Linked DNA regions of Mus musculus: region 2 is linked to region 1. The links are chromatin contacts, called in public HiChIP or PLAC-seq maps. All regions are on one chromosome and are shown on one strand. Each heading gives the region's core, a stretch centred on a gene start, on an enhancer-like site or on the middle of the called end of the contact. The rest is flanking DNA. Distances are from core to core; before and after follow the strand shown. Region 1 overlaps Gm31658 (a long non-coding RNA gene). Region 2 has its middle 61 kb from the start of Oxsm.

Evidence for each region. HiChIP or PLAC-seq counts read pairs in DNA pulled down with a chosen protein or histone mark.
Region 2: an H3K27ac HiChIP or PLAC-seq map of regulatory T cells shows a contact between it and region 1, with 10 times the contacts expected there. The contact joins two enhancer-like sites. A contact is called at or near these places in 4 of 484 Hi-C or Micro-C datasets (differentiating embryonic stem cells, embryonic stem cells, nephron progenitors and 1 more) and 4 of 115 datasets of contacts at active chromatin or transcription factors (T-cell acute lymphoblastic leukemia, double positive thymocytes, embryonic stem cells and 1 more).

What each region holds. Positions count from the first base shown.
Region 1 is chr14:15,328,445-15,334,959 of GRCm38.p6, forward strand. It overlaps Gm31658 (a long non-coding RNA gene), which reads left to right. Exons shown (of 3, transcript XR_383097.4): 3 at 3,930-3,976. Among named protein-coding and RNA genes, the nearest start is that of Gm31577, 9.8 kb to the left of the region's middle. Within about 2 kb of position 3,132, at least 3 of the 459 cell types and tissues checked have an H3K27ac peak or open chromatin away from gene starts, as enhancers often do. A contact at or near this core is called in regulatory T cells, where this site is marked.
Region 2 is chr14:16,179,384-16,185,898 of GRCm38.p6, forward strand. No RefSeq gene overlaps it. Among named protein-coding and RNA genes, the nearest start is that of Oxsm, 61 kb to the right of the region's middle. Within about 2 kb of position 2,733, at least 24 of the 459 cell types and tissues checked have an H3K27ac peak or open chromatin away from gene starts, as enhancers often do. A contact at or near this core is called in regulatory T cells, where this site is marked.

The DNA.
Region 1 (6,515 bases), core at 1,882-4,381:
GGGGTGTCCCTGCATGAAGACTCAGAGAGTCTATTGCTAAAGCTATAGAGGTGAAGCCTAGATTTCACTGGAGACCCCAAGATGTTCAAAATGCCATAGTCATGGGATACCTACCAAGGATAACTTAGAACCAGGTGTGAAACCAGCTCAAAAGAGAGAAGTGTGATGTAGTCAACAAAGCTGAAAGGAGTTGGAGTTCTGAAGAGTGCTTTGACATCAGACATTGCGATGTAAAAGTTGGAGTTTACTCTGCTGGTTTTAGGTCTTGATTTGATGCAGTTTTTTTTCTGATTTTGCTCCTTTTCCTCCCATTTGGAGTGGTAATAAATATTATGTGGTATTGTATGCAGTACATGATATGATTCTTTATTTTGATTTTTACAGGGATTATAGTTAAGAGATTTCCAAGAGTCTCAGAAGGTACTCTGAATTTTGGACTTTTAAATGTATTGAGACTCTTGTAGACTATAGAAACTATTGAAATTCAACTGAAAGCACTTTTATATTATTATGGTTGGCTACAAGTCTATGGGGTGAGGGAGTGGAACATGCTGGTTTGAATAAGAATGGCCCTCAAAGGCTCATTTATGGAACAAATTCATCAAATGCCCCATTTAGATGCAGCCATGAAAAAAAGACTATCAACTTGAGAGTTGTAAGGGCAGATATAGGGCAACAACTTGAGTCTCCTAACTTACATCCTGTGGATTTCCATGTAGCACATTATGTACTAATAAATAACTATTAGATGAATGAAAAGCCATTTACTTAGGAGGATAAAGATGAATTTTGACAACTGGATTACTAAGACTTTATGAATGTCACAAAGCTCAAGAAAACTTGAGATGAAGCAAATTTAAGTCATGCCAAGAAAACACACACACACACACACACACACACACACACATACACACATACCACATGCAGTCAAGTCACACGTGCACACAATCCATATATATACATACCAAAACTTCACACACATACACTATACATATACCATGCACACACATGTACACCAAACTCAAACCACATATATACCACAGACAGAGTATATATTATACCACACATATGCACACAAACATTCTTCCCATGATAAGAATGACGATAGCTTTTGTGGACCACGGGGGGACTTTCTTTTAGAAGATAGACCTTTGTACATATCTGTCTTCAAAATGCAATTGTAAGCTCCTTTGGTTTGAAAAATCGTCAATTTTAACCTTTGTTCATCTCCATTTGCTAAACAAATGACCCCAAGAAAAGTGATACATTCATTCATTTCATAATAATAATGTGTGGGCTCTTTTGAATGTAGGCATTTAAACAGCATGGAATACTTCCATGTAGAGATAGGATAGAGACATCATTGGTTCTGTGATCCTCAGCAAAGACATGACATTTTAAAAACAATGGCAGAACCAGGAAGTTTTCCTTTGATGATATCATTGAGAGTGTATAAAGCTAATATGATAAATCTGAACTTGGCTTCACAAATAACAGACTTGGTCAGGCTCTAAATAGTGTTGAGTGTGTGAAAACCAGACACAGTTCTAATGGAAAGAACTATGGAATCCCATATCAGAACCACAGAAAAATATTTCAGTTGTTGCCAGAAGACACACAATAGTGACCCAGAATTTATGAGTAGGTAAAGAGCAAAGGAGGTAAGGAGAGCAGATCTGGCCCTGGCTCTGTAGTCACATGGAAGTCACCTGACCTGGAGAACCTCTGCTGGGGACAATTCTAAAGCATGGCTGTCTTTGACATTCTTGCAAATCTTCATCATCATTCCTAGTGGCACCTTCCACTATGGCCCTGCCCTTTTTTGTCATAGGTTCAGGCCTGTTTCATTGCAGCTCCTTTACTGAACTCTAATCTCTGGTCTACAGACACCCAGCATGTGTTTATTGGAGTTTCCTAGTATCACAGGCGGCCATGTGCTCAGCTCTGCACATCTATCCACTCTGTCTTCTATCTTGTTCCCAAGAGCTTCTCATTCCAGTTGACAAGAGTGTTCATATCTTGATGACAGGATGTAGATGGGAATAAAGTGACACCAGATGGAACACCAAACAGAATTCCTTTCCCACAGGAGCTCCAGTTTAGTTTTACTCTGCTTGCTTTGCACCATTTACACTATCCCTGTACACTATCTCTTCCTTTTCTGTCGCCAGGCAAGATCAGCTAAGTGACCTCACTTAGTCAGTTCTGCTGTAAGTCACTGAATATCCAAACATGGCCTTTCCATGTAGCTTAAACATTTCTAAACAGTTTTAATTTTTTTTGGATAAAGATAGATTAATTAAAAAGGAACAGAAGGATTGAGGATAAATAAAAGAACACAAAGCAAGAAATAACGGTATTTTTCTCCTCCCTTGTGTCCACGCAAATATGTGATTATGTAATTGATCACCTTAGAATGAGGTCACTGTCATACATAATTTCACAATCTTACTGTATTCTTCAACTGGGACTTCCACATCAATCTGCCATACTTGTTCATTTTTGGCAAGCTCAGGAGAGGAGAGTCAGTTTCAACAAGAGTCTTAGCCAATGTATTTATTTTTAGGTTGTCTGTGGCTGTTGTCTGATTTTATGTCAATTCTTGTACTCTGGAGTTTTAACTGTTTTTGAATTGACATTTTACTTTCAACCCACAAAAGGCTTTCCTTGGTATTCTAAGACCTGGAATTCTTTTACCTACTGCAGAATTTAGATGAGACCTGGAATTCTTTTACCTATTGCAGAATTTAGATGGATTAGTGTTTTCAATTCACCTTCAGGCACTGATTGCACATAGTTCAGGTCTGCCTCACCTAAAGGAGCTCTTCTGTCTTACAAAGTGCTGCTTAGTCTCTCAGGACTGTGTTCAATTATGAAAGGGCCATCGGGGGGCGCTGTTTTCTGGTCTTTTTTCCACAGATGCTTTCCTGTGAGCCTTGCCTCTTTGGCACACTTTTACCCACTGTTAGTGGGTCCTTCATGTTACAAACGGTTATGGCAGGGTGTTGGGGTGCTTGCTGTCTCTCTAATTGCTCAACTTTTTCTCTGGTATTGCAATTGATGTGTGTATTTACATACTTATCCAATCCAGTGTCTGGTTTGCTTCCTGTTCTATACATTGCTGGTAAGTCCTAATGCATCATTTCCTGTTGCTTCTTTGAAAACAGGCCTATTGAAACTTGTATCCTAATTTAGTATCAGGTACAATGCTCAAATATGAAGCATATTTTCATACCTACAGAGGACAATCACTCACATTAATTACCACAGACTTGTTTTTACATAACCAAAATTTTAATAGTTCTTAGGCTTATTCTTTTAGAAAATGACATGTGTTGTTTTCATAATTTTGACATAGATCTTGTTAACTTGAAAGATGCTAACCTAATTGCTCCACAAACACATAGATGTAAAAACTATTTTTACTGTACATGCATGTTTCCTAAAGCCCTGCTTGTTCTTGGGTCTACTGCAGTTAACCTCATTTTATATTAGAGTTTATTTTTTCCTGCTTCTGGGAAGTGTGGTTGTAAATAAGATCTAGGCAGTGGTTCTGATTGGCTTAAGCACAAGTGCAGATTCCACTCATTGTGGGTCATTACTGACTTGAGGTTAAGAGGCCCATTGGACACGCAAACTTTATATGCCCCAGTACAGGGGAACGCCAGGGCCAAAAAGGGGGAGTGGGTGGGTAGGGGAGTGGGGGTGGGTGGGTATGGGGGACTTTTGGTATAGCATTAGAAATGTAAATGAGCTAAATACCTAATAAAAAATTTAAAAAAAATAAAAAAAAAAGAAAGCTATTAGAAGAGTCACAGATAGACACCCAGGCTTTGGCATCAGAAAAGTCTTACTTTCTTCTGTAAATCTTTCATGATACTACTGTACATTAGGGTAGGAGATCTAAAATTGTTTTGCTGATTTTTCAGAGCTCTGCCAGCACTTAAGCTGACATCAAGAAGGGCTGACTGAGAAGACAGAAAGAACTTGGAGTCGTTTTTGTCACTCTTGGATCAGCCTTCAGGTGAGCTCCAAGACTGGCCATATAATTTACTACTAAAACCTAGTTGTATTGCATTTCTCATTTAGAGAAGAGATGAAAGACAGATGCTTATAGGTATAATGCTTGCAGAATGGTATGGTAAGAACTGGCAAAGCATTAATATGTAGAGTTTTATTAACCCTGACATGCTGAGTTGATTGGAATTGAGATACTGTAGAACTTTGGGCAAGTTACCAGGTTGTGGAAGTAAACAAAGTGCTTCACTCTGGAGCTCAGTTGAATGAGACTTCTCCCCAGTTTGAGAACCAAAAATTTCAGCAGAGTCAGCAACATTTGCCGTGAAGAGTGCTTATACAGAGACAGTATTTATTTTATATGGAGATATTTTTAAATAAGGATGCTAAAATTCAGTGAACTACTCTTCCCAGGTCTCTTCTGGGAATCTCAAGAACAAAATGTTTGTATCAACTTTAGTTAACAGTGCAGACATCCTGACTCCCTGTGCCCCTGTGACTAAAAGATTCTCCCTATCTGTGCATCCTGCCCATTACATCTCAGGATCCATTCCACAATCTCTTTAGACCCCTAAGCATCTCTTTTTAAGCAATATTTCAGAAGTCATCAAAATCATACAAGTGAGTGTTCAAAAGGCCTTAATGAGTGACTCTTCTCTGAGAAGCCCACACCACATTTGGGGGTACTGCATTCTTTCCTTGAGTGCCTTTATTTTTATTAAGTTAAGAATATATTTTTAATAAACTCCAGCTCTGCCTCATCCTGGCTCATCCTGAAATTCTTTTCTGTGATAAAGTTGAATACTTAGCAGCATGCACATTGCAGAGGATGCACCACACAAACGGTTCTGTAGCATCTGCTCTGTATCAAAAGGCTATGGGCCTGGGAGAGAGCTGCTGTCCTTTCCCTGACGGTCTCTGGTAGTTATCAAATTCCACTGGGGTATCTGTTGCTATCTACATCTTTGTAATTTTTATAAACTATGACCATCAACAGAGCTTGAATTATCCCCATTTTTGGACACTGCATATTTTTATTTTTTCCAGTAAAGTGTCACAGTATTTCACAAGCCTCCGTAAAGATTCAGCCTGTTCACAAGAAGCTCTTATTTCTGTATGGATGTCACAAATGCTGTGGGTTTGAAATGGATCAATCTTTCTTCTCTTTCAACTTTGAAAGTGATAAAAATCACCTGAAATTTGAACTGACTGGAAACTTTACAGATAAAAATAGAAAACTTCTTGCCAGTCTCAAGTTTCCATTCTCCCTTCATCTCACCTCCACAGAAGCTGAGAAGTTTTGAAGCCAAATGCTGTATTTTACTGGAAGAGGAATGAGGTTGAACAAATGAAATTTTCTTTGAAAGTCTGGGAAGACACTTTTTTTTTTCCTGGAGAAACTTCTAGAATATATCCTGGGGTAGCTAAGCACCAGATTTCAGTGGATGTACTATGCAATAATGGCTTCAACTGGTGACAATGGTTCTGTGTTGTCTGCTCTCTATCAAAGGGCTCTACCTAGATCGGAAACTGAGCTGTTGTATTCTGTTCTGTTGATCACTGACATCAAATTCCACTGGGGTATCTGTTAGAAATGGAAGGAAGGGTGGGGTGCATGCCTCATGCCCCCCCCCCATACACATACATATTGAGAGACACAGAGTCAGAGACAGATGACTGAGAGAGACAGAGAAACAGAGACATAGAAAGAGAAAGAGAATCTAAAACAAAGCAACTGGAAATAAAAAGAAATCAGAAGCAAAAAAGAATGTGATGGAATGCAATGGCAGGTACATGGATGAGACTTTTCTGTGTACCTGTTTTTCTTGCCACAATTGCACTTTCTTGTTTTGTTTGTTCTGTTTTTTTTTAAACAATTGGTTATGTGCAAATGTGTGTTCCTGTATATGGATTTGTGCATATGGGTATAGCTGTATGCAGAGACCAGAAAAGGGTGACAGACTCCATGGAACTGGAATTGCAGGCACTTGGAAGCAGATCAACCTGTGTACTGGACACCATACTCTGGTTCTCTGTAGGAGCAGTACTTATCCTCAACTACAAAGAAATCTCTTCCTCCCATTGGTCAGAATTTTTAAGGCTGCAAAAATTAAGGCTAGATAGACTTTCTGTTCTGTAGAATTCTTGGCATCCTGTTGGAAAGGCAACTTTCTGGGAGAAAGGACCACAGCTAGGCAGCAGACAAAGGCTTTTATGAAGGACTCCCCCTGTGTTGATAAGGCTTAGCAAATCTTCCTTGAACAGCAAGGTTCTTAATGGGATTATCCGGATTAATTAGCTGAGTCAAAGAATGGCTTCTTTTATCCTAATTAAAATTAAAAAAAAAAAAAAAACTATCCCTCCACACATACCAGCTATAATATGCACAAGAGTTCATCTGGTAGGCATGGGAGAACTGTCCCTGGTGGCTTGGGTATAAGAGAGCTGACTTAGTGATGTGGGCACAAGATGTCCAGGAGTACTGGCCACACCCCTCA
Region 2 (6,515 bases), core at 1,483-3,982, 850 kb after region 1:
TGTGTCAAGTTGACCAAGTTGGAGAATTTCATTATAAAACATTAATTTATTAGTAATGCAAATAGAATAAAAATAATAATTGTAATATTTACATAAATTTTTATAAGAATTTGCTAATAACAATTTCACACATCATGCTCCATTCCTCTGAAATTCTAATTAACTTTGAGGAAGTTGTGACTGAAAGAGCAGGCCTCCCTCTACCAGCTCAGGTGTAATGTGGAGTCTATTAGAAAAATTCCTGCAGCTTACATGGAGCCCAAGGACACAGCAGTGAGAATGCCAGGACCTGTGATTACTTTTTGTGATGTGTTTTAGTTCTACTGATCCACTCACTAAAACTTAATTCTGCACTAAAGACCAGAATTTACAAAGATCCCACAAATTGGAGTTCCAGTCCCCAACAGGACCTCTGTACTTCCTTTGATAACAGTCAGACAATGGGGTTCTCAAGCCGCTTGCACTTCTGGCCAGCTATAAATCAGGGGGTTTCTATGAATCCTCTCTGGGTTCCTAATTTTCTAGTTCATATCTCAAAACTCGGGAAAGCATTGTACCTGCAATTATAGCTTTGTTACAAGGGACACAGGTCAGCCCAGACACCACTACCCCCCAAAAAAGGCAATTATTGTACTGTTGTATGGGTCAGAAAATTGATAAAGGAAGACACCAGACTCAGATAGTATGCAAAATCAAAGAGCGTTTATTGTGCAGAAACAACCAGCTTACGGGGCTCATTCTTTGAAATGATGACCCCAGAAAAAGGCACACAGGCCTTCTTATAGAGAACTGGGGGAACTCTCTAGAAGGATTAGGTAACTTAAAATTTCACTGGTGGGTGCTTGGGAGTCACAGGTGATCAGTGGCCTACATTCCTACATCGTGAGCAGCATTCAATATGATAAAATAGGGTTGTCCAGGGCAGATGGCCCATTCTGAGATAAGATATGTCCCCATTTTTGTGGTTATCCACAAGCTGTTCTTTGGGAGAGGGTTGTATGATCTTGTTCTGGATTTTATGGTCTGTTCCTAGAGCCGGTGTCTTATGACTTACTTTCTGAGACTTATGGGCTATCCTGAAGCTGGTGCCTTATGGCCTTTTTTGAAATCAGGCCTGGTCCTCAAAATGGAGAAAAATGGGGTCCTTAAATGTGAACAAATGAAGTTTATATTGTCCTTTCTTTGTGGAGTTCTCAACGCCAGAAAGCTCCAAAAGTCCAGAGTTGTGGTAAGATTGTAGCATGTAGGCTAGATTGAGCAAACCACTGACCATCTGATTGAGCTTAATCACTTAGAGACATGGTTTTGCCATATCAGTCCTCCTTCTCTCAGGCTAGGATACACTGATGTGCATTTGAATGGAAACCTTCCAATTTGGTGGTCCTTAAAGAAGAAACTTGTTCCACTGTTTGGAGTTGAATGTATATGTAGCTCAATGCAGTAGGTATCCTATGCTGCTAGCAGGTTGCTGGGTGCCTTGTTCAGAGCTGGAGGTACACATAGTATATACAGGTAAGAGTCTCAGGCTAACAACATCATTACTCAAAGGGGGATGAGTATAGCTCTAGTTAAGTGGAGTCTAAGGTGGCTAAGCTATCCCTTATTCTGGTCTGCTTTGTCATAGAAGAGGGTACAGGAAGAATGAGATCCAGAGGCTGGAGAATGCTGTGAGACATTGTCTTCTGGACATGACAACTCCATTGAAGTATGTATAGGAGAGACATTTACTAGGTCCAACCGCTATCTGAGGAGCTATTATAGTCAGCAGGTGGCTGTTGAGTGATATAGAATCATTATTCTTTGGAGGGCATAAGTTTCCCATGCTCCAAATCTGAAGCACTAATGGACTCTGGGTAATAAAAACAGAGAATAAGGGCATGAAGGTAGAGGGGATGTGAAGGTAGAGGAGCCTAGGAGGGACTGGGAATAAACATGATCATAGTACTCTGTGTATATATATGAAATCCTGTAAGAATAAATTTTAAAAGCATTATTTAAGAAATCTGGCAGTGAAGATGTCCCTTAGGAGTTAAGGTCCTCTTTCATAGGACTGTGGTTCAATTCAAAGTACCCACACAAAGCTGCACAACCTCTTGTGATCCCAGCTCCAGAAGATCTAACACCTACATGCACAAATGCAAACACAAAAATACAAATAAAATCATATTAACTTCTAATCCTCACTTATCACTCATTTATTTATGAGACATAGATAAAGACAGAAGGAAAGGTAATACAAGCAAAAAGGAAAAAGGTATGGCTGGATGTGATATAAGTACCCAAGGTCACCCACCAGGAAAAAGAAGAAATAGAGTTCTAGTTCAAGTTTGTCTCCATGACTCTTTCTTCCCACTTTTGGGGTTTGCCATGAAAGTCTTGGTAAAAACATCAGAGAGCATTAGAACAGCTTAATGATAACTACTAGATACTGAACATTCTGAATAGGACACCAGTGCTGAGGATGCAGCAACCTGCTAGAAGCAGAAGAAAGGGTACCACAAAGCTTCTCTAGCTGCCTAGATCCACAAACAACGCTGATGCCTTAAGGCTTGGAGTGAACTCAGTGTTAGAGCACCTGACTAGTATGAACATAGCTATCTCAATTACTGTTTCTGTCACTGTGGTGAGATACCCAGCCCAGAGGGAGAGGGCTCAGCAGTTAAAAGCACTGGCTGCTTTTCCACAGGACCCAGATTTAACTCCTAGGAAGCACATGATGCCTGTAGCTCCACTTCCAGTAGTACACAATGCCCTCTTTAGGCTGCTATAAGCACTAGTCACATGCATAGTTCAGACCTACGTGCAGGCAAACACTCAAACACATTTAAAGAAAAAAAGCCTAGCAGAAGCAAGTTAAAGTTATATTATAGCTCAGCATTAGAGTGTTGAGTTCATAGTCACTTGTCCCTGTGCACTTGAGGAGAGCAGACTGGCTGTAGAGGACCACAGAAAAAGCATCTCTACCACGTGGTGGACACCAACTGAAACAGCAAGGAGAGAGAACAATGAGGACCTGGTACAGCCTCACAAAGTGGCTCAACCTGTGCCTACCTCCTCAGCTACTTCCCAGACTCTCTCAGAACAAGAAAATGAGCTACTGACCAAGCATATAACACATCTACGGTAGACAGCTTACATTCTAACTATAGCAACACCAAAATAAAAATAGTGGCCTGAGTCTCCTGCAAACTAACATTTCCAGGAGGGTAACTAGGCTCTAGTAAAATAAAACACATCCAAATCCAAAAACAAAGAAGAAACATGAAATAAAAATTGATATATCATCTTAGAGAAAAAATTAAAATGTACACACAGGTTAAATAATGTTGTTGTTTTTTTTTTAATGCCAGATTTGTAGTTGGAAAACTGGTCAGGGATTGTGAGAATTTGTTGGCTGCTATTCCAGAAAACCAAAGTTTCATTTCCAGCACCCACATAGGTCCACAACCATCTGGAACTGCAGTCTTCTTCTGGCCTCTGTGGGCACTGCATGCATGTAGGCACAACATACACACACACACACACACACACACACACACACACACACACACAATATAAATAAAATATAAAAACAGAAAACAGCAACTAAAAAAAACGTTGGACCTTGCTAATTAAGGTCACAGTCTACTGTTGTCCCGATAGCTTTCTGAGCTCAGAGCAAAATGGGGAACTTCCCTTTACCAGCAGGATTTCTCCTTTTCTCACCTTGTCTGGGGAGCCTGAACCTCCACACTCTACTTGGAGAAGGTCATATAGTCCTTGGCAGACCTACAAGTTCAACTTCCTCTTTCCCTATAAGAACCCATCCAGGAAGTACCTGGGATTCCTGGAATGCATCTCCTTGCAAAGGAGGCATTTAAGCTCCAGTCAATGATTTTCATTTACCCTGAAAACTCCTTCCAACTTTTCAAAGTCCATCTACATCCCTGATTCATCCCAAATAAAGTATATGCATACCAGCCCACCCAAAATAAAGGCATATACACAAACTCAGACCATCTCAGAAAGCTGGTTCATTGAAGATTGTTGGAGAAGGTCTTCCCCTAAAAATACTGTAACACTAAGACCCTCAGAGGCCTTCTCCTCCCACAGACCCTGTACCTCTCAGGCTGCCCCAATCCACCCAACCCCCCACCACATTCCCTGCCCTTGGCACTCCTAGCCAGATCAGGCTCCTGTAGCACACCACCCACTCCAGACTCCACTTCATCCTTCCAGCCCAACATGCAGCAGCATCTGGACACCCTGAGAGAAAAGAAGTACAGGAGGAGGATCTATAGCTGGACCTCAAAACACATATCACAGCAAAGGACATGTGCTAAATAAATTTATAGAAAAAATATTCAGCCTTATGATCTGTGCATCTAACCATAGTGTTTGTTCTTTCCCCTGTCTTTCTCCTCTTTCCAATTGTAACCAAGTTTATAGAGAGTGTTACAGAATATGCAAGAAAGGATATTAAATGTTATTTGATTTCTTTCTCTTTTTATTTTTGTGATTGTTGAACCCAGGGCCTTGCAAATGCTGAAAAAGTGTTCTACCATTGAGCTATATTCTAGGCCAATGTTAAACAATTTCTATTACATAATTAGTTAAAAAGTATGAAAAAGTTCAAACATGTGTCTATCCTTTGACACAATAGTCATACCTCTGGACATGTATTCTAAAACAAAATTTGACCTAAGATATGAAAATTCATTTTATATGCAAATACCTATAAAAACAGGAGTTATTCTTGCATAAAAAATTGTAATTATAAAAATTTTGCTACAGTAGAATCTAAATAAAATGAATAAGCTAGATGAGTAAATTGTAAGTTGCTTACACTTTCAAGACTACATACATAAACCATAAGTAAGATTGCATGCATTCACACTAGGTCTACACCAGAGCAGAAGCAGTGGCCTTATTGGGCTAACAGGGTCTTTCTTTGTACATATGAGTTGTTCTCAACTTCTCAGTGTTTATACCTAAATTGCACTATTACCGACAAACAGTTGCTTTCAAATTAACAAGCACACATCAAGGGAAGAGGCTCTATCCCACCTTGTCTATGAGGTAGTTCAGTCGGACCAGAGATCATAAGAACCACAGAACAGTAAGGATGGCTGCCATCTTCACAATTTTACACAGCCATCTTAAGTACTCTTCCCCAACAAAACACAAAATACATTTCTAATAAGAATGACAAGCATAAATGACAAGCCTGTCACAATGCAATTAAGAAGGTATTAAGGCTCTTCAAAGGCAGCAGCACAAACCATAACGACAGCATGAAATGCATAATAAAGAGATGAAATATAAGGCAAACAAAGTGTCTTATTAAAAACAAAAAAGGTTGGAAATGCCTAGGCACTCATCAAAGACCTTATTTCCTCTAGTAATAATTTTAATTTAAGGATGCTGATCTTGAGGTGGCTTGAGTTTTCTCTCCTTATGGAGTTGTTTTTAATATACTTGGGTACCTCTGAGGGCATTAATAATTGTCTACTATGAAGAATGTAAATGATGAGATGAAATGCATTACTAAAATATTTAAAAGAAACAAAGAGAAATAGATGACATGCTTAAAGCTTAAATATGCATTTCCTATACATATAGCATAAATGGAGGCAGGCTTAAGCAAAACTTTCTCCTCTCTTCTCACTCATATCTGTGTCCCAAATACTTCTACCTCATGCCTAAGTAGGCGAAGAAGCCCTACCACTGAGCTGTACCCTCAAAGTGCTACCTCAACAAGAGCCATTAGTGAGAAGCAGATACTTGTGGGATTATACTCAGCTCCATCATTGACTGTCAGTTAACAGTTCAGAATTGACACAGTGGAGCAGAAAGCACACCAGGGATATTTGAAGAGGGCATGCTGGAAGCAGAGGGTCACAAAGGCAGCCTTGACTTGCCAACTTTGAGTGTGTGCACAGACAATGAATACAGTCATCAAGTTCAAAGTAATCTATGTGCTTCAAAATTAAGGACACAAACACTTCATTTCACCCTGTTAAATTATAATTGACAGTAGGCCACTGGTTACTTCAGATAAGCTACTTCTTCTATTAGCCATAACAGTAGTGCTTCAGTCCCAGGCTTAGAGTCTCAGCAGTGAACAGCTTGCATTAGAATCCCTCTGATAAGCCTTACTTCTCTGACCCCATAGGTTAAAAGTAGTTCTTGCTGTTCATAAGTTATGTTACACAGATCTACACCACTACCTGGGCAGAGCCTTTGTCACCATGGCTGCATGTCACAGGCAATTCAACAGTGTTCTGCAGCAACAGATATTATCTCTGTTATAGACTGTAAGTTTGGGCTGGTCAAAGCTCATAGGTTGAAGTTCCACCTCTATCCTGCCTCCACCCCTACCCCCATCTCTACCCCAGTATGATAGTAACAAGAATTAGGGACTTTCAGGGAGAAATACATGTAGATAAGGACTTGAGGATAAAGCTTTGCTGCAGAATAGTGCCCCATTAAGGAGAAAAGACCCTGGGGAGACAGCTCAGTGGGTAAAGTTTGCT